2 separate regions of the Oryctolagus cuniculus genome follow, and region 1 is linked to region 2. The links are chromatin contacts, called in public Hi-C maps. All regions are on one chromosome and are shown on one strand. The core of a region is the stretch at or near the end of the contact, and the rest is flanking DNA. Distances in the headings are between cores, read along the strand shown. Region 1 has its middle 330 kb from the start of KLF3. Region 2 overlaps TBC1D1 (TBC1 domain family member 1).

What was found. A called contact is a pair of places that touch in the nucleus more often than the background predicts.
Region 1: a contact with region 2 is called in a Hi-C map of an unstated tissue, with 3 times the contacts expected there. The contact joins two enhancer-like sites. A contact is called at or near these places in 2 of 6 Hi-C or Micro-C datasets (ear pinna and an unstated tissue).

The regions. Positions count from the first base shown.
Region 1 is chr2:32,330,933-32,338,471 of mOryCun1.1, forward strand. No RefSeq gene overlaps it. Among named protein-coding and RNA genes, the nearest start is that of KLF3, 330 kb to the right of the region's middle. Within about 2 kb of position 5,644, at least 7 of the 8 cell types and tissues checked have an H3K27ac peak or open chromatin away from gene starts, as enhancers often do. A contact at or near this core is called in ear pinna, where this site is marked.
Region 2 is chr2:32,097,475-32,105,275 of mOryCun1.1, forward strand. The region is part of intron 12 of TBC1D1 (TBC1 domain family member 1); the gene reads left to right. Among named protein-coding and RNA genes, the nearest start is that of TBC1D1, 150 kb to the left of the region's middle. Within about 2 kb of position 4,332, at least 3 of the 8 cell types and tissues checked have an H3K27ac peak or open chromatin away from gene starts, as enhancers often do. A contact at or near this core is called in ear pinna, where this site is marked.

The sequences.
Region 1 (7,539 bases), core at 4,394-6,893, 230 kb after region 2:
GTACCATCTGCCATGAGGCCCTGACCAGAGACTTGAACAAAGGGGCTGCCTAAACTTGGACTTTCAGTCTCCAAAACTGTGAGCTACGTAAACCTCTTTTCTTTGTACGCTGCCCAACCTCAGGTGTTTTTTTATAGCAATGGAATTGAGCAATGTTTTGATGCTTATTGGTATTAAGAAATTATTATTTATATAGAATATTGGTATTGTATTGCAATGGAGAAAGTCCTTCTTTCTTGGAGATAGGACCTAAAGAATATACAGAAAATACAATACAGATACAATACAATACAGAAATATCAATCGGAAATATACAATCAGAAATTTCTGATACAATACAGAAATAACATGTAGGGAATTTTCTTCAGAATAATCAAGTAGTAGAAGACTAGATAAGGTAATGGGAGATGAAGCAAGATCTGATTTGTGTTGAGAATGATTACAACTGGTCAGTGAATTTATGGGGTTCCATACAATAATTATGTGTATCTGAAATATTCCATCACAAAAAGTTAAAGAATAGAGAAAGAATGTGGGATTTGGAGTCATAGATCCAACTGACCTCTGAAATAAAGAAATGTTTGCCTCCTGGGATTGCTGTAGGCGCAAGTGCCCAGCACATATTAAGTGTCTAATCAGTGCTGGCTCTCATTAGAGATGAAACAAGAGGTTTGAACTCACTGTTCTCTGTGGTTCTGTCCAACTTAAAGAGCCTCTCAGTCCAACCTGTTCTATCACCGCTTAGCTTTCCTTATGTTCTTTGCTACTTCATGTTCACCTTTCTGGAAACTTGAACTTCCTCTGATGCTCACCTCCCTTTGCCCTGGGGTATCTGGACACATTACCTGGGCAGCCAGGTGTCAGTCCCATAAGGCGTGTTGGACTGATTCCTAGATTGGCAGGTGCAAGTTTCTGATTTCCTCACCTGCACACTTACTCGCTGGTTCTTTTTCTAGTAGCTTCCTGTCATCTGAAACAAGAGCTTGAAGCTTCGGGAGGAAGGTAGAAACTTGAGGTGGAGAAGGGTGCGTAGGATTCAATTACATCCTCACTGCACATCTCCTCCTTGGTCTCCCACCCCCCGGCTGGGGAGAAGAGTCAGGAACCCAGGTGCCTGTCTCCGCTCTGCTTCTCAACATGGGAGTGGGCAAGGCACTTGGCTTTCCTGTGCCTCAGTTTCTTCCCTTGTAAGATGAGGGCAAGCATAGTCATGTTTTGGTTCATATAGAGCCTGGTTAAGCTTGCAGATTCCAGAACAGGACTCTAGAACAAATTCCAATGCTGGGTTAAAATCCTGGCCCTGCTTCATATCAACAGTGTGAGCTTGGAGTGACCTTGGGCTGCACAGTGACACAGTTTCCTCATTGGTAAGATGGGAATAGTAATAGTACCTACCGCATAGGATTGCTGTAAGGATTAAAATGCACAGCATCTGATACCCAGGAGTTACTCAGCCAGTGTTGGTTATTATGAAGGCACTTCAAAAAGTTCATGGAAAAGTGCAATTAAAAGAGGAGTGAGCACTGTCTAGTATCAAGACACAAGTTAAGATGCCCAGCTCCACACTGAAATACTGGGTTCAATTCCTGGCTCTGGCTCCTGACTCCAGCTTCCTGTTAATGCAGACCCTAGATGGCAGCAGTGATGGCTCAAGTGATTGGGTTCCTGCCAACCATGTGGGGGACCTGGATGGAGTTCCCGGCTACTGGCTTTGTTCCTGTCGACCACTATGGGCATTTGGAAAGTGAACAAGCAGATGAAGGTTCTCTGTCTGTGTCTATCTCTCTGCCTCTCAAATAAATAAGCTTTTGGAAAAAAAAAGAGAGAGAAATGTCTTTTGGTGCAAAAAACATAGATTTTTCATAATATGCATTGTCTAAAACATTTTGAAGGGCCCTAGGACCAGCTCTATCGTTGCCCTCCCTGCACAGAGCACTCTGAGAGCTCACTTGCACGCTTGGCACATCACTGCAGCCCTCATTTCAGGTCTGTTTTATTTCCATGCCAACCCTGGCTTCCATCCACCAGGAGGTCTAGCCAGCACAGTGTCCAGTGAATGTGTCATTGACCGGGGTCATGCAAGGAAAACCGCTGTGTTACACCCCTGCTAGGTTCAGCTCTTTCCTACACAGAGCACTTTGGACTATAATCCTACCAAAGATGAACCTGGGGTGGGGTGTATGGGACAGGAGAGCAGAGGAGGAGGGATAAGATAGCATGTCCCATTGAAGTAAGAGACTCCCCATGCCCCAGGAAGACCACAAGGAGAGGTGCAGCTGGGAGCACCCTCGCTTTTCCCCAGATAACCCCACCTTGGCTATGCCCAACTCCTCCTATGGATGCCTTCCGGTGAAGGCTTGTGGTCCAGGGAAGGGGCTCCCAGTTTGAGACCTGGAGCTTTAATGACTCCCCGCCTTGGAGTGGCACTTTAACCTCTCAAAGCTGCTGGCTCTGGTTCATTACTCAGCGTTGGATGCAATCCAAGAAGCATGGACAACAAGGAGGGAACCCAAGAAATGCACAAAGCAGGGATGACGGGAAGTAACAAAGGATCCAAGTCACCAAGGCAACAGCCCTGGGGGGAACGGGTCTTGGTCTGGGCCTGTGGAGGGGTTTGAGGCAGGCCCCCATGGACTGGGGTCATCCAGCCTCCTCCCTCAGGATTGCAGGGGCTGGCTGGTGCTCGCCGGCTGAGTGTCTCCAAGGCATCAACTCTTCTTCCTGACTGCAGACCCCACACGCATTCCTGTACAGGTCTACTTCCCACTGTCCCCACCACGCCTCAGACTATAGAACTGCAGGCAAAGAAACTGGTAAGGACAATTGGCCCTTGTGCTGCCTCCTCTCGGGTGTTGAGAAAGATCTGGAATGGGGTTAGCTTTGTGGGGATTTCCAGGTGCTGGATCCCTAGAGCAAGTTTGAACTGAAGTTGGCTGTTTCCACCTGCTTGGCGAGCGCAGGCCAAGCCACACCTGGTCATGCCAAGTCACGGGGCCAAAGTGTTTGTCACAGCGTCTTGGCAAAGGTGTCAGGGCAGATTTAACAGAAACAAAGGTAAAATGATCAACCACCGCAACACCAGACGCCCAGCTACAGAGAGTGATGTGTTTTTTAGCTTAGCATACACATTCCAAAATGTAGGTAAAGAAAAATCTTTGAGCGAAAGGAGGGTATGAAAAATCTGGGCAGCATCTGGACACGAGGATCTCGGTTCCAAAGGGCAGGCGAGTCGCTGAGGCGGGGAGAGGGCGGTGCTGGAGCTCCGTCGTTGGAGGGACTTTTATTTCTTCCTTGGTCCCTACAGAGACGAAGGATGTGTTGAGATTGAAGGGGACAACTCTCCCAATGCAAAGCATATTGTTTTTAGGTCACAGACAGTATCTAAGGCAGGGGGTCTCACCCTGCCGCCCACTTCCCGCTGTGTCCCCAAGCACCATGACACCTGTGCAGCCTCTGGGTAGCTTTGTTCTCAATGGTGGAGTGAGCATGTGAGGCCAGCACTTCTGGAGGTGTGGAGGGCACTTGTGGGTCTGAAAACAGATGGTCTGGGTTGACTTTGTGTGCTCCTAAGAAAGACAGGTTGGGGTCATAAGCTCTGGTACCACGGAATGTGATGGGATTTGCAGAGAGGGGCGGCCCAGAGATAACCCAGTCGAAGTGAGATGGCCGGCGTGGGCCTTCTCCAAGCAACACTGCTGTCCTTACGGTAAAAGGTGGGGAGACATCAGGAGGCTGGGGACAGATCTGTCCCTCACAGCCTCAGAGGAAGCCACCGAGGCAGACACCTGGTCTGATTTCTGGCGTCCGCAACTGTGACAACATAAATTCCTGCTATCTGGGCCGCGTGGGTCATGGTGCTTTGTCATGGCAGCGCTCACAATCCCTGCACCCGACAGTGAGTGAGTCTGTGCCAGCCGCCAGCTCCCACCCCAGGACCTGCCATGCCCACAGCACCGGAGAGCAGAGGGCCCTGACTCTGATTTCAGTTCCTCCTGGGAGGAACCACTGTCAGAAACCCCTCACTGGGGCCTGCCTGCCTGCTCTGCTCTGTTTCTGTTTGAGTCTAGACAGTTCTTCCCCCAGGAAACAGCTGAGAATCCAGGCTTGACTGATGGCAGCCATGTCTGGTTCAGTTCAGTGAGGGGCCCAGGTTCATGGCACAAACCTATCCCACTGTGGCTTCCATTGCTTGAGCTCTTGGGTTCTCAGTCTCAGCTGAGCCGTATGCAGATTGATGACTACAACCCCAGGGGTCCAAGGCAAGAGGGGGATGGTTTACAAAAACCCACTCCCTACTCCAGTAGTCCAATTCAAAATGCATTAAATCCACTCTCTCGTATTTGTATTGAGTGCACATTTGTACTGATTTGTATTTTCATAAACGTCGATAGGATGAAAGGAATAAGAATGATCTACAAAGGAGAGGAGGGAGTCGAGAAGTCAGATGAAAAGAAAGAGGTGATAAGCAAAACTTTCCAGATATACTGTGATGTAGAATTCTGACTTTTAAATCACGTAAGTGAAGTATTCCTTAAAAACAAAATTTTAATTTAAAACATTATCTATTGAAAAGGGCCCCCAGAGTCCTACTTTTGCAAAAGAAACACACCCTATGTAATTTGTGAAAAGTTATTTTAAATGCTCATGCTACCCTGTGTTTAAAATGGGGACAGCTTGCTTAGCATGAATGCAAGCCTGTAGAACCTGTTGGCCATAGAGCCTTGATAGGCTGCTGGAGGAGCCCTCGGCAGACGTGGATCTTTCAGTCTCGGCTTCCCAGGGAACTGGCTGAGCGGCCTCGCTGCTCCTCTCACCCTGACCCCAGCTGAATTCACACAGTTGTTCTGGGGCTCAAATGTAAAATCACTTGGAAAGTCGCAGTATCTTCCCAGATCTGTGTAGGTGGAGGCCCTTCCCAACAATCCACACAGCCTAAAATGGGACTTGTTACCTGAATCTCAAGGATGCTTGAACCGCTGGCCTTGGGCTGGGGTCCCGTGAAGGATGGTGTTGGTCGCCTGGCTTCCTACTCTCCCTCGCAGCCTTTCATCTGGGGGTGGAGGTGACTGAGGCACAACTCCGCTCCTCCAACAAATGAGCTTTAGGAACACAGAAGAACGACTTAAAAATTCACGGATTTTCAATCCTTTCCCTTCTCTACCTTAAAAATGTACAGAAGGCTGGAAGGGGCAAGAGAGGTGGTAGGAGTTTTGAAAGAGATTTCAAGAATAGAAAAGAAAATTGAGAGAAGCAGCGGCAGAATGCGTCCTGCTATGCTGACATGTTTCCCTTTCGATTTTGGTGGTGGTTTTTTGCTTTTCTTTTTTTTTTCTTTTTTCCCTCTTTTTTTTTTTCCTTCCCTAAAAAAATGTCTAGGATTTTGTCTCCTCTGAGCAGAAGCTTGGAAGGAAAACCTGACATCATCTCCAGAACTGTGAGGCTGCTTTGTGCTGCGGTCACTCAAATGCTTCTCTTCAATTCCCTGCAGCCGCCAACCTACCATGTGGCAGGTCTGGAGAGCCAGGGAGGGAGGCCCGGACGAGTGGAGCTGCCGGGGCGGGCGGGCGGCTCCCCGGGGCGAGGGCGAGGGCAGGCGGAGCCCCAGCTCCTCCCAGCCGGCGGAGCGCCTGGCCCCTCCTATTGCCACAGGGGAATAGGAGGAGAGACCTACATTTAAAAAGGCAGGAACCTACCAACTGCAGAGCTCCTAAAATGCAGAGTGAGAATTCCCATGTGTGAGGTCAAACGGAGGCCAAGAATTACCTAATCAGCTCTGAAAACCCCCTCCATAGGGGGTCAGGTCAGGCTGGTAACACCCCAAACCATTAACTAGAGCTACCACCTACCTCCACCAACCTAGCCTCAAGGTTGTTTAATTTTCTTGGTTTTTTGGTGTTTTGCCGGAGACAGTTTTTCTGGTGGCATTTCTGTGACTTCCTGTTTGTGACTGAGCCTTCCTTAGCCTACTTCCTTTTTTGGGGGTTAGATGGCCCTGACTACCATTTCCACCCAGATGCATGGAAAGGGTGTGTGCGTGTGCTGATGGAAACAGTTCGTGTTCTTTTTTATGTTATAAAACACCTTCCTGATACATTCCCGTTCTCTCTTGCTTCCCACAACACCAGGGTGTGCGCGATACCATTATGTCTAAGTTACAGAAAAGGAATAGAGCAAAGCCTGCCTCTGAATCCCTGATTCTGACTTATTCTGTAAGGGAGACTTAAATTGAGCTTATTTGGCAAAGCTCTGTTCCGGGAGAATTTATGTATTGAGTGTTTATTACAGGCTGATCCCGAAGAGTAAAGTCTGAGTTGGCTTGGTCCCTTTGCCAGAGTAGTGGAGGAATTCTTAAGGATGTGTTATTTCGTTTTGAGAGGGAGCTTCAGCAGTCTTTCAACATGGCTGTCCTAGGCCCATGCTGGGGTGTTCTCTGTGCTAGCCCCGGGGGTGCACTTCCAGCATCAGGCAGTAGGAGGAGCATGTGTGCAAGAGGAGGAGAGATCCGGCAGTGCAGGCAGGAAATGCCTGAGACCCACCATGTGTCCTTAGCAGGCCGGGGTTGGAAAAACTATTTTTTTTCCCCCTCTGCCTGAATGCTTAGAACCTATGGCTCCAGGCGTCTCTGCCAACACTTGCACTCACTGACTTGCAGGGTGGGAAAAAACCAGCCTCTGAGAGTTGTAGTCAAAGATTACATATGTCCACTGGATCAGAGGCAGGAAAAGCCTGCACACGCCTGCGGGGGGAGGATGTTGGCGGGGAGAGGGCCATCCGGGGTCTGCGTGTCACATGACCCCTGCCCAGAACAGAATTGTGTGCAGGCCACAGCGAGAGCTGGAATGTGAGCTGCACACAGAGGGAGACGTGTGTCTGATTGTGCACTGTATTTCTGGCTTCTCCAACAGTGCAGGTGGCTGGCTTGGCTCTCCAGGGCCTTTTACATGGGCCTCACATTGCAAGAGCCCACTAACCTCCGCTACGCTCTGACAAGGGCCTTGAAGTTGGGTAGAAAAAAAACATCCTTTGGCATTGTGTGACTCCACACCCAGCGGGACCCCAGGCAGAGGTGTGTGCAGTTCACCCTGGAATAGCTTGGAGTGCCAGTTGGTCACCTTCACTCCAGGCTGGGGCTTTCTCTCACTTCTCCTTTCTAGGATACAAGTTTAGTTCCTTACACATTTTTTATTTATCTTTTGGTGAGCTTCTATCCACTTTCTCACTCCTTAAATGCCTGCAACATCAAGGACTGGGCCAGGCTGAAGCCAGGAGCCAGGAACTCAATCTGGGTCTCCCCGTGGGTGACCAGGGAGCCAGCACTGGAGCCATCACTTGCTGCCTCCCAGGGTGCACATTAGGAAGCTGGAGTCAGAAGCAGGGCTGGGATTTGAACCTAGCACACTGACATGGGGTATGGGTATCCCAAGTGGTTTCTTAACTCTGTACCAGATGCCTGCCCCAAACTGGAGTTTCTGAACCTGGGGAAGAAAAGTTGCAAACCTGCAGCAGCAGATCGCCTCTGAGGGCTGGCTGACTGGCAGG
Region 2 (7,801 bases), core at 3,082-5,581:
CCACGTGAGCCACAGGGTGTGGGCCCTGCTGTGCTTCCTGTTGTGGGCCCCCTTCCCACAGGAAGGCCCCGTCGGTAGCTGTACTGGGCGTGTGTTCCGTGTGCCCATGTGTCTCCCTGCTGGCCAGGGACCAGCCCTGAATGGAAAGCACTTTTTAGAGGACTTACCTCAGCTGGCACCCCCCTCCCAGCCGCCCGCGGTGGAGGTTGGCAGTGCGACTGCAGTATGGAAGGGAGGGAGGTATGATGTCTGTCTTTGAAACGTCTCTTTCCGCCTCTGCTGGTGCCTGCTGCCAATCCGCGGGGCCCAGAGATGCCAGAACCTTCCAGCCGGGTCTGCGGCCATGTGGGCCCACGCTGGCAGCTCCACACCTACCTCTGCAGACCCCTGAGGTTTCCCTCCCAAGAGGGCCCAGCTCTGCACACCTGGCCCGGCTCCTGGGCAGCTGCACGCTGACTTCGGCGTGAAAGACCTACAAGTGTGCTTTCAAGAAGTCTTTAAGTAATGCTTCTAGCCTCTGTTTCATGTGCGCCAAACGACTGGTTATTTCCGTTTGTATTCCAGCAGTGCAGACTTAGTGAAACAGAGCATCCCAGAGCCTTTTTTTGAAGGGGGAAAACGCGTCCTATTAAAACACCCCCTCACCCCGTCACTGAAACCCGAGGCGCTGGCCTAGCAGCAGTGGTGCTGGGGACGGGAAAGAGGCTTTCCTGCCCTCTGGGGCTGTCCTGTTACGGCTGGGCTGGAACCTGCAGGAAGGGTGTTGGGAGAGCAGTGTGGCTCCAGCCGTGGCCCAGAGGGAAATACAAAGGCAGGAGAGATCAGATGCGGCACGTGACTCACTCACGAATCTGTGACTCTCTGTACAAACGTCCTGTGAAGCAGTCAAGTTGTAGCAGTTAGAATTTGGCATTTTGGATACTTAACCCAAAGTAGGTAGGTCGTTCACTCATATCTAGAAATTTACTGTGTCTGGTAGGACCAGGGGAGACATTCCCAAGGCCCGGACTGGCTGTGTTTGTGAATTCAGCAGTAGCCAATGTGTCTCTTGTGAGAACTCCGTCTTTGAGTTAGCAGAGTCTAAGGGGCCTGTGTTTAATTTGAAACCTCAGAGGGAAGGTCTCTGCTTCTTGGATGGCAGGTCAAGCATAGCACAGGCACTGCATTGGGGGCGAACTCTGTAATAAAAAGGGAACCACCAATTTGTACTCAGCGAGGCCAGCATCGTGGCACACTGGGTTAAGGACGCCCGCATCCCATTTCTGAGAAGGCCTGGCGTCAAGTCCTGACCCAGCTTCCTGCCGATGCACCTGGGAGGCAGGACGTGGTGGCTCAAGTACTTGGGTCCCTGCCACGAACACGGGAGACCCAGATGAAGTTCCTGGCTCCAGGCTTCAGTTGGCCTGCCCCAGCCCTGGCTGCTGCAGGCATTTGGGGAGTGAACCGATGGACAGATAAATAAGTCTCACTTTTTTTTTTTTTTTTTTAATAAAGGAACGTAGATAGGTCACGAAATGCAGCACTCAAAGCTGCATAGTTTAAACTTAAGACAAAAGGCTTCTGCGATGCTTTGAGTTCATGGTGGCCCCTCAGGGCTGTGTGTTCCCGCCCGAAGTGCTGTGGGTCCTTGGGGTGCACCATCTGTGCAGTGCTGAGCCTGTGAGGGGGAGCGGCTCAGCAGGAGGCTATGGAGGCCTCCGAGCTGGGCGTGTGCAAAGCTCCGTTTGTCGGGCATCGCTGGCAGCCGGCATGTTTGCTCCCAGCACGGAGGATAAGGGTGCCAGAGTCTGTGCTTGCTGAGCCTGGCTGGGGGTCCCCACTCCAGGGCTGCACAGAAGGGGGCCAGGCAGATGCAGCACTCTCGTCCCTGCTACGCAGACGGGAGCCCACCTGTGGACTCAGGGGCTCGGAGTCCAGAGTCCTCCGCGGATGTGTGAAGAGGCGGAGTCTGACCCAGCAGCTCTGGGGGGGTCCTGAGCTGCTCTGTTTCTCCCAGGCTCCCCAGCAGTGCTGGCTGCCAGTCTGCCTGTGGTAGCGAGCACGAGGGATAAGCAGCCGTGGTCAGTCGGCGCAGATCTTCAAGTCCTGGCCCAGGCCCCTCTCTTTCCACGAGACTGTCTGGGTTCCACGGAGGGACTCGGGGTCTCCCAAGTGTCTGAAGCCTCGGAGGACTCTGGGTCAGCACTGGCATTTTTGGAGAGGAGCTGTGCCGTCTGGAGGGGCAAAGAGCCCACGCGATGGGGAAAGGCAGTGATGGAAACCCCGGGCGGCGGGGGGATGGGGATTTGGTGATATGCCCCGAAACCAGAAGGGACGCTTTGCCTCTTTGCCGCCGTGGTCTGTGCCAGGGCAGGCCCAGGGCACTGAGAGCCTGCAGGTGCTCAGCCGTGGGCTCTCCCCCAGACATCAGGCCTGCAAAGCATGCTGAGGACCTGCTCTGGAGGAGGTATTTGGTAGTGCACGTACTGCACAGCCTTTTCTCTTACAGCTTCATACAAAAGAGCAGTCGTGGTTGTTAGGAAAGTCTAGTAGGCAACTCCCAAGTCTGGAATGTGGAATGGAGGCGAATCCTTTTATTTACCCCCTGTGTGCTGGGGAGCTGTTTTAGTCTTGGTCTCATACACTTCATTTAAGCATTTCGGATTACGTTGTAATTTCACCAACAAAAGATGCTTTCAGACTTTACATGTCTCATTTAAAAGAAAAATCCAAGCCTATTTTAACCTAGATAAGAATGAGTTATTGATTCGAAACCCATCATATAAGCAAATCGTCCCGTGAAAGGTCCACATAGAGAGCGGCCGTGTGAATATGCCTCACTACAGCAGCGTGCAGTCTGGGGGGTTGGATATCAGATGTAAATTTAGATGTAAGCGGGAACTCGGAAGCTTTACGATGACTATTTTATATCACTGTGAAAGATGCAGAAACGTTTAGGACTATGATTTATGTGTGTTGTCCATAGCCACACTCATAGGGTTGATGTGGCACTGGGACATGGTACTAGGAGTATATGAGCGTGATGGCCACACGCAGAAGTCCCCTGGGAACTGTGAGCCTCACAGCGACCTCTGGTCTGGCCTTTCTGATTCCCAGGGTTCACTGTGCACCAAAGTCATCTTTTTATTTTTATTTGAAAATTTTATTTATTTTCATTTTATTAGAGAAAGAAATCTTACATCCATTTACTGGTGCACTCCCCACATGCCCACAACAACTCAGGCTGGGTCAGGCCCGAAGCCAGGACCTGAGAGCTCCAACTGGGTCTCCCACGCGGATGTCACGGGCCCAGCCACTGAAGCCGTCCCCCGCGTTGCCTCCCAGGGCGTGCATTAGCAGGAAGCTGGAATCAGAAATGGAGAAGCTGAGACTCAAATCAAACACTCCAGGACCTTTAATCACTGCATCAAAAGCCCACTCCAAAGTCTTCTTTGTTTTTAAAGATTATTTATTTATTTGAAAGGCAGAGTTACAGAGAGACTCAGGCAGAGAGAGAGAGAGAGAGAGAGGTCCTCCATCAGCTGGTTCATTCTTCAAATGGCTGCTATGGCCGGAGCTGGACCGATCTGAAGCCAGGAGGGACTCTGGAGCTTCTGCAGGTCTCCCACACGGGTGCAGGGGCCCAAGGACCTGGGCCATCTTCTATTGCTTTCCCAGGCCACAGCAGAGAGCTGGATCGGAAGTGGAGCATGTGGGACTAGAACCGGCACCCATGTGGGATGCCAGCATGACAGACGGAGGATTAATCTACTGTGCCGTAGCGCCGTTCCCAAGGTCACTTTTTTAAAAAAATTCAAGCTGGGTTTGCCCTGCTGCACAGCTGTCCACCTTACTTTACATGTCTTGCATCAATTGTGCATCTGTCATTTCCATGTCAGCTGGTATGGAGCTGGAGCCTGGGCATGAGTCCCTGTTTACTTTTTATTCCCAAAGGTTTCTGAGTGCTGCCACCTTGGGACTGGTGGGCCCCTCACAGACTGACTTGAGCAGGCATCACCACTTGGTGGCAGTGTTGCTCCCCGTTGGCTGAAAAAGGCCCTGGTTTCTTTCCAATCCCAGAAAAGTGTGTCTGCTTGCTTCCCCCCCAGCCCCGCCTGTTTTTGTTTGGGATCTTGTTGTGGCATTTATATTCCTTGCTCATTCGCAGCTTGTTTGAGTGGAGAGCTCCTTTCTGAAGTTGAGATGTTGCTTTTTCAACAGGGTTTTAGGGCACAGGCAAAACAAGAAAGAACAGAAGTTATCGCAATTGCCAGAGCCCCGCAACTGTCTTACGGTCGTCCTTGACTTACTTTCTGGGTAAGCACGCTCCTGTGTGCTGGGTAAAGGCCAGGTTCAAGATAAAAATCATACAAGCCAAGAAGCCGATTGTTCGTGATTTTTCTGTCATTAAAGCTACTAGATTCTCTTTGCTGCATTGTGCTCCCTGTCATGGCCTTTCAGGAGCCAGGGAACTCACAAGGGACACAGGGTGTCACCTTGCCTCGCTGTTTTTCTGCCTGTTAACAATTGCAAGTTAGCATTGAGAGAGCATTCCTCCTGAATCGCTGGCTCTACACAGCCAGCCCTGAACCGTGTGTTGGTGCAGGGGTGCAGGGGGAGCTGGAACTGCGGGGTGTGGGCGACACAGACAAGTCCCCACCGCCTCTGCAGCTGCCTGGAGGCACTGGGCTCTGAGCCTGGGTTTCACTCCCTATCCTCCTGCTGTGGTGTCGAGAGATGCTGACAGCACCGCGGTCCATGGCCCAGTGCCCAGGGATAAAGTCCCAAGTGGAGGAGCTTGATTTGTCACCTTTGAACTTTAATCTGTAGGCGCCAGGAAGCCATGGAAGTTTTTAAAGCAAAGGAATGGCAACGCATTTGAAACTGCTTTCAGCAGGAGAGAATCTGTCAGTCCGTGTGAATGTGAAGCAGCCACGGAATCAGGGCTGGGACGAGCGTGAGGCCAGCAGGTGCCCTGGGAGCAGACTTGGAGGCCCGGCCTGGCCCTGCACTGACCCTGTAGGACCCCGGGAGCAGGTTCCTGAAGGATGGCACCCTGGGCCCCCCTCATACACTGGGCACCTTGCAGCCTGCTTAGGGACCGGACGGCCCTGGAGGGGGTGCTTGCTGGGCTCCGAGGAGGGAGGGAGTCCTAGGCAGGAAGACTTGTGATGGTTAAAAAAAAATAACTGCTCTGAGATACCGTGCATATGGGATTTGATGTTAACGTAGACTTCGGTGTGTAGCGGTCAGCGCGGTCGAGTTTGATGTGTGTGAGCCCCTGGAAGGGAACCTCGAGCACTGCCCGCCTTCCCCCCAGTCTTGGCTGACTGCTAAGCCGCTTCCTGTCTCTCTAGTTTGCCTGTGCTGGCCGTTTCGTGGGAACGCAGTGGGACAGTATGTGGTCTCCTGTGTCTGGCGCCTGGCATTCTGTGTGCTCACGACATCCGTTGTGCTGCCTTGCGACGTGCAGCAGGGCCTGCCTCTTCTTGGTGGCGGTGAATACCCCACCGTCTAGACGTGTCACCAGCTGCTTACAAGCCGGTGGAGGTTTGCTCTGTTTCCACTGTTTGAGGAGTGATGCTGTTGATGTACAAGTCTAAGACCAGCTGTGTAGACGTGTCCTGACGGGGGCCCGCCTTCTCTCTCTGGCCGGCTGGCGTGGTAAGGCCGGTGGGAGGGGAGGGGTTTGCTCCCAGCCCACAGCCTCTTCGGCTCCAGGCTGATAGGAGGGCGCATGGCACCCTGGTGCTCCCCTCCCAAATGTGTGGGAAATCAGGTCTCCCCGGGGCTTATCAGCGCTGCCTCTTCCCTGGGAGGCAGCCAGAAGGCCACAGGTTAGTAGCATTCACAGGGGGCTACTTTTCTTTGAGCCATTCTCAAACTGAATGTGTCCCGGGACCCCATGGAGGATGCGCAGAAACCTCAAAGGGTGGACCTCACCCCCAGGCATCCGGTTCTGCAGATGGGTGTTCTTGGGTGGATTCCAAGCGTCTGCTCTCAGCTCTGGTCAACAGGTCCCGAGTGGGTGAAAGAAAAATGGCCATAGATTGGAAATGGCACCAATGCCATTCAGTATAGTATGGGGAGTATTAGCAAGAGCAGTTAGAGAGAAGAAGGGTGTCGACATTGGATGACGTGATATTGTACTTGGAAAAACCTAAACACTCCAACAGAAAGCTGTGAGAGCTGATGAACCAATTCAGTAAAGTTATGGGATACAAAACCACCACATCAAAAATAGCATTTTTATACACCAATAATGATGTCGCTGAAAGAGAAATCATGAAATAAATCCCATTCACAATAGCTACTCAAGAAATGAAATATTTAAGAATAAATGTAACCAAGCAAACGAAAGATCTCTGTGATGAAAATTATAAAACATTAATGAAAGAAATTATCAAGGACACAAAAAAGTAGAAAAGTACTCCTTGTTTGTGGATTGGAAGAATTAATATTAAAAAGTATATACTACCTAAAGCAATCCATAGATTCAGTGCAATACCGATGAAAATACCAGTGACATTCTTTATAGAATTAGAAAAAAAGAATCCTAAAATTCAAACAGAATCACAAAAGACCCAGAATAGCCAAAACAATCCTCTGTGTGCGTGTGTATAGTCAAGCTGGAGGCATCACAATACCTGATTTCAAAGCAACCTACAAAGCTGTGGCAATTAAAACAGCATAATACTGGCATAAAAGCCGGCACACAGATCAGTGAAACAGAATAGGGAGCCTAGAATTTAGTCCACGTATTTACAGCCAACTGGCTTTTGACAGTGTGTGCGAAGAACAGACATTGAAGAAAGGACAGTCTTTTTCAATAATTGGTGCAGATAAAACTGGACATATATATGAATAAATTAGATCCCTCCCTCACCATATACAAAACACAACTCAAGATGGATCAAAGACCTAAATGTTAAGACCTGAAACTATGAAATTTCTAAAAGAAAACATAGGGGAAACATTTCAATACATTGTAGTAGACAGCAACTTCTTATATAAGACCCCAAAATGCAGGCAATAAAACAAAACTATACATACGGGATTATACCAAACTCAGAAGCTTCTGCACAGCAAAGGGAACAATCATTTGAATGAAGAGACGTCCAGCAGAATAGAGAAAATATTTGCAAGCTACTTAACTGACAAAGGATTAATATCCAGAATATATTGGCAGCTCAAGCTCAACAACAGAAAAACAACCAATCCAGTTAAGAAGTGGACAGAGGACCAGAAGGGGCGGTTCTCAAAAGAAGAAATACACATGGACAACAAATATATGAAAAAATGCTCAACATCACTGCCCATCAGGGAAATGCAAGTCAAAGCCACAATGAGATATCACCTCACCCCTGTCAGGATGGCTCTTATCCAAAATACAGAGAGTAACAAACGCTGGCAAGGATGTGGAGGAAGGGGAACACTTATACACTGTTGGTGAGAATGTGAATTAACGCAGCCACTGTAGAAAACAGTGCAGAGATTTCTTTATTAAAATACTAGAAGTAGACCTGCCATCCAGCAATCCCACTACTGGGTATATGCCCCAAAGACAGGAGCACATTGTATCAAAGAGGTACCTGCACCACCATGTCTGTGGCAGCACTGTTCACAATAGCCAAAATTTGGAATCAACCAAAGTGTCTCTCATCAGATGAATACATAAAGAAAATGTGTGTGTGTGTGTGTGTATATATATGGAATACTTTTTTTAAAGATTTATTATTTTATTTGAAAGGCAGAGTTACAGAGTGGCAGAGGCAGAGAGAGAGAGAGGTCTTCCATCCACTGGTTCACTCCTCAAACGGCC